Regions from separate parts of the Pan troglodytes genome. Here region 2 is linked to region 1. Evidence: chromatin contacts called from public Hi-C data. All regions are on one chromosome and are shown on one strand. The core of a region is the stretch at or near the end of the contact, and the rest is flanking DNA. Distances in the headings are between cores, read along the strand shown. Region 1 overlaps GLT1D1 (glycosyltransferase 1 domain containing 1). Region 2 holds the start of TMEM132D (transmembrane protein 132D).

Region 1 (4,638 bases), core at 529-3,028:
GCCTCCCGAGTAGCTGGGACTACAGGCGCCTGCCACCACGCTTGGCTAATTTTTTGTATTTTCAGTAGAGACGGGGTTTCACAGTGTTAGCCAGGATGGTCTCCATCTCCTGACCTCGTGATCCGCCTGCCTCGGCCTCCCAAAGTGCTGGGATTACAGGCGTGAGCCACTGCGCCCTGTCACTTATGTGGATTTCCAAGTAGTGTGACCTGGTGGCTTATTGTACGATACTGGGAAGCATTTGAGAGTGGACTAATAATAATACAAGCACACCAGGCTGGGCACAGTGGCTCACGCCTGTCATCCCAGCACTTTGGGAGGCTGAGGCAGGTGGATCACTTGAGGTCAGGAGTTCGAGGCCAACATGGCCAAACCCCATCTCTACTAAAAATACAAAAAATCAGCTGAGCAGGGTCGCAGGTGCCTATAATCCTAGCTACTCAGGAGGCTGAGGCATGAGAATCACTTGAACCCGGAGGGTGGGGGTTGCAGTGAGCCGAGATCATGCCACTGCACTCCAGCCTGGGTGACAGTGCGAGACATCGTCTCAATAATAATAATACTAGGACAACAGATGTAAACCTCACCCGAGCAGCATAGGGACAGCCTGCCTGGGGGTTGTGATTGGGTGCCTGGGCTGGTGTATTGTTAGGGACACAGATTCTCCAGTGAGCTAGAGAGGGTGGGTCCCTTGCCTCGGGCCACTTGGGTGGGGTGAAGAGCTGGGTGAGGACTGGGGTCCGACTGCAGAGCCTGAGCTCGGGCAGCGCCAGGAGCACAAACGGCCCTGCTCTCCCCCTTCCCTGCTGCTGCCGTGGCAGCTCCTCCTCACTCCGCCCCATCTTTCCTGCTGTGCCTCCCTTTTTCTCTCCCTCTGCCTCTGTCTCGTCATCTCCTTGTCTGTCTCCGTAGCTCCTCTCTCCCTCTGTCTTTTTCTGTCTCTCATAGTCACTCTCTCAGTCTCTGTAGCCCTCCTCCTCCTCTCTGTCTGTGTCTCTCTCTGTCTCTGTAGCCTTCCTCCCTCTCAGTCTCTGTTTCTCTCATTGTCTCTTCCTCTGTCTCTGTTTCTACCTCTATCTCAGTCTCTAGCTCTCTCTCTCACTCTCTCTCTCTCTCCCTGTCTCCCTCCCTCCCCTCCTCTCCTGTTTTACACCTAACCCTTTTCTAAAGTGGTTCTTCTCACCCTGATTCTCTCTGTATTCTTGGGGAGAAGGGACCATTTCTGAGCCCCACCCTGGGTGTAGATGCCCCTGGTTGCAGCCTGAGGCGGGAAGAGAAGCCCCTGGCTGACTGTGCAGCCCCTAGGGCAGGTTTGCCCCGAGCTGGGTGTGCACCGAGCTGAGTGTGCACTGAGCTGCCGCGCGGCAAGCAGGGCCAGGACGCGGGTGAGCCACAAGGTGGGGCTCACTGCTCAGGCACAGAGGCTGGGCCATCACCAAGGTGCGGAGGCACTCGGGGCTCCTCCTGGCCGCCTCACTCCTGACCAAGCAGGGAGCATCCTGCTTGCATCGCGTCTGGAATTCTCTGAAAATACAGAGAGGGAAGAGGCAGAGAGAGAAGAGCTTCCTTCCCGCTGTGAGCTCAGTCCCCACCTCTGAGAACAGGAGGAGGCATCTCTGTGTCATCCTGACACTTGGCTCTCCACCATCTCCTGGGCCCTCGCGTGGGTGCACCTGTTGCTCTGCAAAGCCTGCTGGGCACATGCCAGGAGTGTGAGCCCGCAGGCTCCAGCTGGGGACTGTGATTAGGGGAGGGGCCAGGCATGGAGAGACCCTCCCCTCCCCCTGCCTCTGCCTGTGTGCGCTTCCTGGAGGCCTCCTGGTGATCTGTGTCAGCCCTGACAAATGCAGTCCCCAGTCAGCGGAGTGCTTGCCTCACATCAAAACAACGCTGCTGTAGGAATCAGCTCCGAAGGCCGTTTCTGGGGTATCCTGGAATTCAGAAGGAAGAGGATGGTGACATGTTGGCACTGGTAGAAGCCGGGCCAGGGTCTGTGGAGGACCCCCGTGGGCTGCAGCCTTAGGGGTAATGCTGCAGGGGAAGGCCTGCTTGGAGCCTCAGCCCCTGCCTGTTGCAGGTGCGTGCACAAGCAGCTGGGCACACCGTCCTGGGTCCTGGGCTCCCAAGCCCGCCGCGCTCTCTCCCCTGAGCCCCACTTCCCATCTGTCCCACTTCTCCTGAGCTCTGTCTGCAAAAGCAGCTGGACCCCATCTCCACTGCACTCCCGGACCGAGGGGCTGTAGGGTCTTGCCTGGGCTGTTCCAGCAGCCTCCTCCTTCCAGCCCGCCCACTCCCTCCCCGCAGCCACAGGCACCAAGTCAAAGTCCGCTTCTATCCACTGCAGCTGAGGACCCTCTGGTGGCTTCCCCATTGCACCTAGAAGAAAATGCCACTGCTGGCCTGGCTTCTGAGGCCTTGCACAGCTCGCGCTGCCCCCTCCTCATTCCAGGCTTCTCTGTCCAGCACCTGAGCTTTGCTCACCCTCTGTCTCTAACCGAGCTGCGCCTACGGCTGGCACCTCCTCAAATGTTTCTTGGTTGAAATCACCTTGGAAGGACTTTTCGTGGCCACCCAGTGTGACTGGGGTTCCCACTTGGGTTTCCTCTGTCCCTGCACCTGTGTCTGCGTATACTGCACTCTTCGCCATCTATAAACACCAGTCCCCAGCCTGGAAGCTTCCCGAGGGCAGCAGTCAGACATGTTTACTCATCAGCTGTCCCTCGCAGGGACCCTGATATGGACTGGGTGCTCAGTGAGTACTGGAAGGGATGATTATGCCCCGGCGTACAAGGCGCAACCCTTCCAGAGGGCGTGTTTTTTTATTTTCATCTGATAGTGAGCGATGCAGCACGCCACACACTTGTACTTTAACTGCTCACATTTCTTTTTCTTTTCAAAGTCGCAGATGACAGCAGTCATCCCGCCCAATCATGGGCACCTGTCGGATTTTGTCCCCATGCCTAGCAAGTAGTCTCTGACAGTTTCATGCCAATCACAGGTTCTGGTGCTGAGTGCCACGCGGCAAAACGACGGGATCGCCTACTCCGGCCTGGGTGCTTAGATCCCATGTAAATGCCTTTGGCTTAGAAATTGCCTTTCTTTTGCCCTCCCTCCCTCCCTCCCTCCTCCCTTCCTCCCTCCCTCCCTCCTCCCTTCCTTCCTTCATCTCCCTCCTTCCTTCCTCCCTCCTTTTCTTCATCTGTTCTTTGCTCCCATTTTCTTTGATTTCTTCTCCCTCCCTCCTCCGTTCCTCCCTTCTTCCCTCCTGACTTCCTTCTTCCCCTCCTCCCTTCCTCTCCTCCTCCCTCCCTTCCTCTCTCCCTCCATCCCTCCCTCTGCCTCCCTCCCTCCCTCTCTCTACCTCCTTCCCTCTCTCCCTTCCTCTCTCCTTTTGTCCCTTTCTCTCTCCTTCTCTCCCTTCCTTTCTCCCTCCCTCCCTATCTACCTCCCTCCCTTCCTCCCTTGCCTCCTCTCTCCCTCCCTTTCTCCCTCCCTTCTTCCCTCCTTTCCTCTCTCCCTTCCTCCCTCCCTTCCTCCCTCCCTCCTCCCTTCCTCCCTCCCTCCTCCCTTCCTCCCTCCCTCCTCCCTTCCTCCCTCCCTCCTCCCTTCCTCCCTCCCTCCTCCCTTCCTCCCTCCCTCCTCCCTTCCTCCCTCCCTCCCTCCTCCCTTCCTCCCTCCCTCCTCCCTTCCTCCCTCCCTCCTCCCTTCCTCCCTCCCTCCTCCCTTCCTCCCTCCCTCCCTCCTCCCTTCCTCCCTTCTTTACTCCCTTTCTCCCTTCCTCCCTTTCTCCCTTCCTCCCTCCCTTTCTCCCTTCCTCCCTCCCTCCTCCCTTCCTCCCTTCTTTGCTCCCTCCCTTCTTCTCTCCCTTCCTCCCTCCCCTCCTCTCTCCCTTTCTGTGCGCCATTGCCCTCATCGTTCCGCATTAGTGAGCTCAGCCTTCTTTTGAGTTTTGCCGGGAGAATCCATTGTTTGCACTTTATTCAGGAGAATGGTCTCTGTGGTTTTCCCTGACTCTCTGTCGCACACGTCAAGGCTCCCTCTCCAGGGTCGCTGCCACATGTCTGAATGAGCAAGCTGTCCCTTGGGGATCTTGGGCTGCAGCGGAACTGGGCTGCATGCGGGGCAAAGCCATGAGACGACCAGGGTGCCAACAGGAAGTGGCAGCTGCTCTAATGGACCCCATGACTTCAGGAGGGCAGCATTGGGAGACATTATTTCTCGCTCTTCTGGAGGCCGGAGCTGGTTGTTTTGCTCTGTGACCACCGCCCATGCGGTCACTCAGAGCCCAGGCTCCTTCTGTGGCCTGGCTCCAGCTCCACGTGTAGGTAGCTGCTGGGGAGAGAGAAGACAGGGTCCACCATGGGAGGTATGTGTGACTTGGGCTGGAGGGAGCACACGCCCCTCTCTGCTCATGCTCCCTTGGCTGGAACCCGGTCACATCACACCTGCTGCTAGGGAGGCTGGGAATTGTGGCCCGGGAAGAACCGGGGAGCAACTGTATGACTGGGTGCTCCTCCTTTCACCCCAAAGACTGAGGCTAACATGTTCTGGGAGGAAAAAAACACAGAAAACAAGACCCATCATAAGGAAGATGGCTAGCATCTGTTGAATGCTTCCTCTGCAGATACAAATGTGGAT
Region 2 (4,905 bases), core at 128-2,627, 930 kb after region 1:
GCACCCTGCGGGGCCGCTGCTGCTCCCGGCACCCTACGGAAGGGTGAGAGCCAGACCCTGTGCCCAAATCTCACAGCGGCAGACCTGGAGAAACCCATCCCCCTTCTTCAGAGCTGCCCTCCAGGCTATATTTTTGGCAGCCTATAATACACAAAATAGTATTCCCATGCGACAGGAGTGCTCCAAAATTATTTCCAAATAGGTCAGTGCCACCAGGTAAAGTCAATCCCAAATTCCAGAAATCTCCCTGGTCATCTCAATCCCCTCCTCCCCCGACAGCCGGCTCGGCCCTCCAGAGGCCACCTTTCCTCTCCAGGGTCCCCACGCCCTCTCCCTTTACAGAAAAGGCTTTCAGGAAACCGAGCCTTCCTTTCCTTTCGGCTCCTTAGTAGTCTCACCTAAGGCCTCCCACCCAAGTGCTCCAGGACAAGCACCTTCGGCCAAGGGGCGTCCGAGGAGCGAGCTTGGCTGCCGCACGAGCGCACGTTCACACGCGCGCACACACACATGCACACAAGCCCTCTCTCCCGGCCGCCCCCATCCTCCACACACTCCCACACACTCACTCCAGTCGAAGTTAGTCCCTGGGCCCTGGCGGCCGCGGCGTCCTCACCTTTGGAAAACAGGGCGGCCAGGCTGATGAGTACAGGCGACCAGTGGTGCCACAGCGTCCCCATCTCAGACGGGCACATCCTGGAGACCCGGAGCGCAGATCCTCCGCTCCCCGGCGCCGTCCAGGCGAACAAGAGACCGTCTCAGTCCCCTAGAGGCCCGCAGCGGGGCCGGTGGCGAGGGAGCGCCCGGCTAGGGGCCCGAGCAGCCCGGGCGCCCTGCTCCCTCCTCCCGCCAGTCCATGGCCAGGCCGGGAGGCGACGACCGCGCGGGCTCCTGAGTTGCTCTCCGGAGTCCAACGCGAGCGCAGGCAAACCCCACCTCCCTCCTTCGCCCCCAACAGAATTTTTTTTAATTTTAATCCACAAGGGGTATTTCCTTTCCTGTTTACCCGAGCGAAGAGTGGCCCCCGGTGGCCCAAGGAGGGGCGCCTCCAGGCGCAGGGCTCCGGCGGCTCCAGCTGCTCCCGGGCTGGCTAGCGGGCGCTGGCGCAGGCGGCGCCGGGGTGGCGGGGCTGCGGAGCCCGGGACGCGGGCAGAGGCGGCTCGGAGCCCCCCGGGCGGGTGGCCGGGCTCGCTGGGCGGCCCGGGGCTCCCTGGCCCGCAGCCCCCATCCCGGGCCGGCCGCTGCGCCTCGGGGCTCGGGCGCGCGCGCGCTCCGGCCCCCCAAAGTTTGGCGGGTGCGGCTGCTCCCCGGCCGCCGCCTCGGCCCGCCCGGCCCCGGGCCCGGCTGGGGCTCGCGGGGCTCTACGCGCGCCGAGCGCACTGCAGGCTCCGGAGACGCGGGGCTCCCCCCTGCGCCCGGGGGAGGCGGGCCAGATGTGCGCGGAGGAGGGCCCGCCGGCTCGGGGACGCGGCCGAGCAACGCAGCTGCCTCCTGCCAGCCGGCGCGGGGGCTCCGCTCCGCAAGGACCGCATCCGGAACGGAACGGAGGCGATCGCCACGGTGCCCGGAGCCGGCTGGGGCTTTCGCCTTAAAAATTTGTCTGCTTTTAAAAAGCCCCACCCTTTCGGAGTGACAGCTGTGAGCCCCAATCCGCAAAGTAAATCCCACCTCCCCCTGGCCGCCCCACGCCCAGCCTCCCGGCCACCCTCCCTGCGAGCGCGGACGCGCGGTGGCGGCGGGCGAGGGCTCCCAGCGCGGGCGCACTCCGGGGACGGAGCCACCCACTCTCCCAACAGGTGTCCAGCTGGCCACCGGCCTCTCGTCGTCGTCAAAACCTCAGGCCCAGGGGAGGTCCTCCAGCCCGGGGGCACCTGAGGCTCTTCGCCAGGGAGAGCTCAAGGATGGCTGGAGAAGGGCCCTCGCCCCGCCCTGCGCATCTCCCAGGGATCGGAGTGAGGAAGTCTCTGACACGCCACACTGAGGTCATGCTGGCCCCAAGCCCCGTCCCAGAGCGATCCCCCAAGTTAGTGTCCCTAGAAACATTTCATGTGTGCTCCCCAGGGCTCACTGGGAACAGGAAATGGATCCATTAGGAGACAACATTGCTTTGAGAAGATAAAAGACATGATTCTCACTCACACCGCCCGGAATCTCCAACTAAGACATCCCCACACCGAGATCCCTAAGCACCGTCCTATAATTTGTAGCCCAAGAACTGCTTTGCTCCACGAGAGCCTTTAAATTAACCCCATCAAAGCTCAGAGGGAAGAAAAGCATTCAGAATTATTAAGGAATATTGTAAACCAACAAGCCCTGAATCTAATGAGGTGAATTCACCTCAGTAGATAAAAATGGGTCGTTATCATCTGACTGAGGGGGCAATGGACTTTTTCATCCTGTATGCCTGTAGTTGCAGAAATATACCAATGCTTTAAGAGTTTTCAGCTTTCAAAGTTTCAAGGAAGATCAAAAAAGCCACTGCTGTTCTACAGAAGATTGTCTTTCTGGGTTCATGTCCTTTGAGATGTGCTCTTGTCTTTTATTCTGTATCTACTTATCTGAATGTATCTGTCTGTTTTTTCTTTTGTTTGTTTCTTAAACTTGTTGCCTTTTCTCTTTGTATTGCTCTCCTGTAAAATTCCTAAGAGTCGATGCTGCAAAGACCCTAGAGAGATTGTCTCTTTCACTGTTTCTGAAGTTTGAACCAGCAGGAGTCACTGGAAAATTTGTTAGACCTGGGTTGCTGGGCCCACCCCAGAGCTATCTCGGCAGGTCAAGGTGGGACTTCCGATCTCCATTCCTAAAAAGTTCCAGGTGATGCTGATGCTGCCGGCCTGCGGAACACGTGCTGGAACCACTGGTCCCCTGTCTCCTTCACCTGAGTGATGAGAGAGCTGAGCTTTCGTCTCTTGGACACCTTCACCTGGTCTCTGAGTGTCAAAATTGATGCCCGCACTGAATGCATAATCCAGGTTCCATCCTTAACGCTACAGTGGGTCTATTTGTAAATCATCTATTTGTGACACTATTTGTAAAACATTTCTCAAACATATTGACTAGAAACAAGTGGTCCCTGTTCTTTATTAAAAACAATCATTTTATGTTTCTCTAAATCAAATTGAGTTTTTCCCCTGAATTGCAATCATCAAATAACTTTTCTTTTTGCCATTGCAAAAGGTTTCTCTATCTGTAATGTGAAGACAAAAGGTGACTGTCAAGTTCCAGCTGCTGCCTAAAATGTTAAACGGTTTCTTCATTATGCGTAGTTGGCGAAACAAAAGTTTTTTCCACTCTTTGGTATGGAAGATTTTTTGGGAAGATGCAACTTCAGATACCTAATCAGTGGCTAAAATAAGATGCAAGAATGGCTTCTTACTTTTTCTCTCTCCAGTATGCCATTCTCTCTGGTACATCTAATCTTCTTTGGGTAATTAACACAGCTAATTGTGGGGGAGCAAAACTTAGAAAGACTTGGAGATGGACACTGAGGGCTCATAGGTCCCTAACTCCAGCCCCCGCCCCAGGACAACTTCCCATCAAAATCGCCTGCCTTGTCTCTCTCAAGTTACTTGTAAGAAATCTGCTTTCCTCCAAGAATATGTGTTTCATCTGCGGGGCCGTAAATCAAGCTGTAAGCCTAATTTTGTCGGTAATTAAATTGCACTAATTGTTCCTGCTGTGTGGATGAGGCTTTTACACTAAGCAGTTTTTGTTGTTATTTTTCAATAAAACAAAAACATTCCCTGTAGCAGTTTTTGAGAAATGGCAACTTTGAGAGTTGATAAAGGCAGAAAGGAGCTGGAATTCAAGTACTGCTGGGGCTATGCCACTGGTGGATGAGAGGACACTTTCAGGCCCTCTAAAGATGGGGCCTCCTGTAAAACTGAAGCCATTCTCTTCCAGTCCTTCTGACTGCATCCAGGAGAAAGGCTCAGGCCTGAGCTACTCCAGAACAACCTTTTAGTAATTGCAAACGTCCATGTTTTTTAAACAAAAAGGGAAGCTCTTTCTGCACAATGACAACATCTAGCTCAAGTTACTAACATCGACTTGTTTTTATTTTGATTATTATTATTTTTGTTTTCTCTCCTTTTACTTGGTGATGCATTTTGTTTAAAAAATATCAAGTTATGTATGTTTATGAAGATGGGAAATTAGTAATGGATTTAGCAATCACTACTGACATGGGTGCAGGCACCATCTTCTCTCTATGACAATACTCCGGAAGATGGTGAGAAATGAAGCTTGGGAAACCTTAGCGTGAAGTGAGAGCTACCAGATCAATCCCTCCTGAAGATGCAGAAGAGACTTTTTGAAACTCCCTGTCTTCCCAATTTTCCAAAATTCATGAAATGACTGGGAAATAGAAAGGCCTGGTTCAATCAACTGTCTCTTTCACTAGTGGGCAAAGCCTTCTGATGTTGAGGGCACTGTAAGCACTGGGAACATTGCACACCCTTCCTGGTTAGGCCAGCAGGAGATCATCCTTCCAGAAGGAGCACCTCAGCGGAATCCATGCTGTGCCCTTGAGGGAAGTGTGTGTTTGCCAAGACCTGTCACTCTCTCCTTCCCAGCACATGGATGACTACTCTTCTCAGCCCCTTGCAGTTGACCAACTAAATGTGAGCAGAAGTCATGGGGGTCATTTCTCTGGTGGGGCAGTGAAAAGCTCACCTGTGGCTCCTCATTCTGTACCTGCCCTGCCCTGGGAGCAGAGTGGACCCCGTGTTTGAGATGGTGCAGCTGCTACAAGGTGAGCCTTCCAGCCAGCAGTCCAGCAAGTTGATGAGAGAGCAATGTCCCCCGTCAATCCACATTAAGAAGTATGGTAAAAGAAATTAATTTTTATTGTGTTAAATCATCAAACTTCTTGGTTCTTCCAGGTTAACCATACTAAAATCCAGACCT

Evidence for each region. A called contact is a pair of places that touch in the nucleus more often than the background predicts.
Region 2: a Hi-C map of induced pluripotent stem cells shows a contact between it and region 1, with 4 times the contacts expected there. The contact joins the promoter of TMEM132D here to the enhancer-like site in region 1. A contact is called at or near these places in 3 of 7 Hi-C or Micro-C datasets (induced pluripotent stem cells and stem cell-derived neural progenitor cells), 1 of 1 datasets of contacts at active chromatin or transcription factors (stem cell-derived excitatory neurons) and 1 of 1 other capture datasets (stem cell-derived neural stem cells).

What each region holds. Positions count from the first base shown.
Region 1 is chr10:135,774,388-135,779,025 of NHGRI_mPanTro3-v2.0_pri, forward strand. All of the region lies in intron 7 of GLT1D1 (glycosyltransferase 1 domain containing 1), which reads left to right. Among named protein-coding and RNA genes, the nearest start is that of GLT1D1, 120 kb to the left of the region's middle. Within about 2 kb of position 1,779, at least 7 of the 24 cell types and tissues checked have an H3K27ac peak or open chromatin away from gene starts, as enhancers often do. A contact at or near this core is called in induced pluripotent stem cells and stem cell-derived neural stem cells, where this site is marked.
Region 2 is chr10:136,701,059-136,705,963 of NHGRI_mPanTro3-v2.0_pri, forward strand. TMEM132D (transmembrane protein 132D) reads right to left here and starts at 1,378. Exons shown (of 9, transcript XM_016924625.4): 1 at 614-1,378. The coding sequence starts at 692.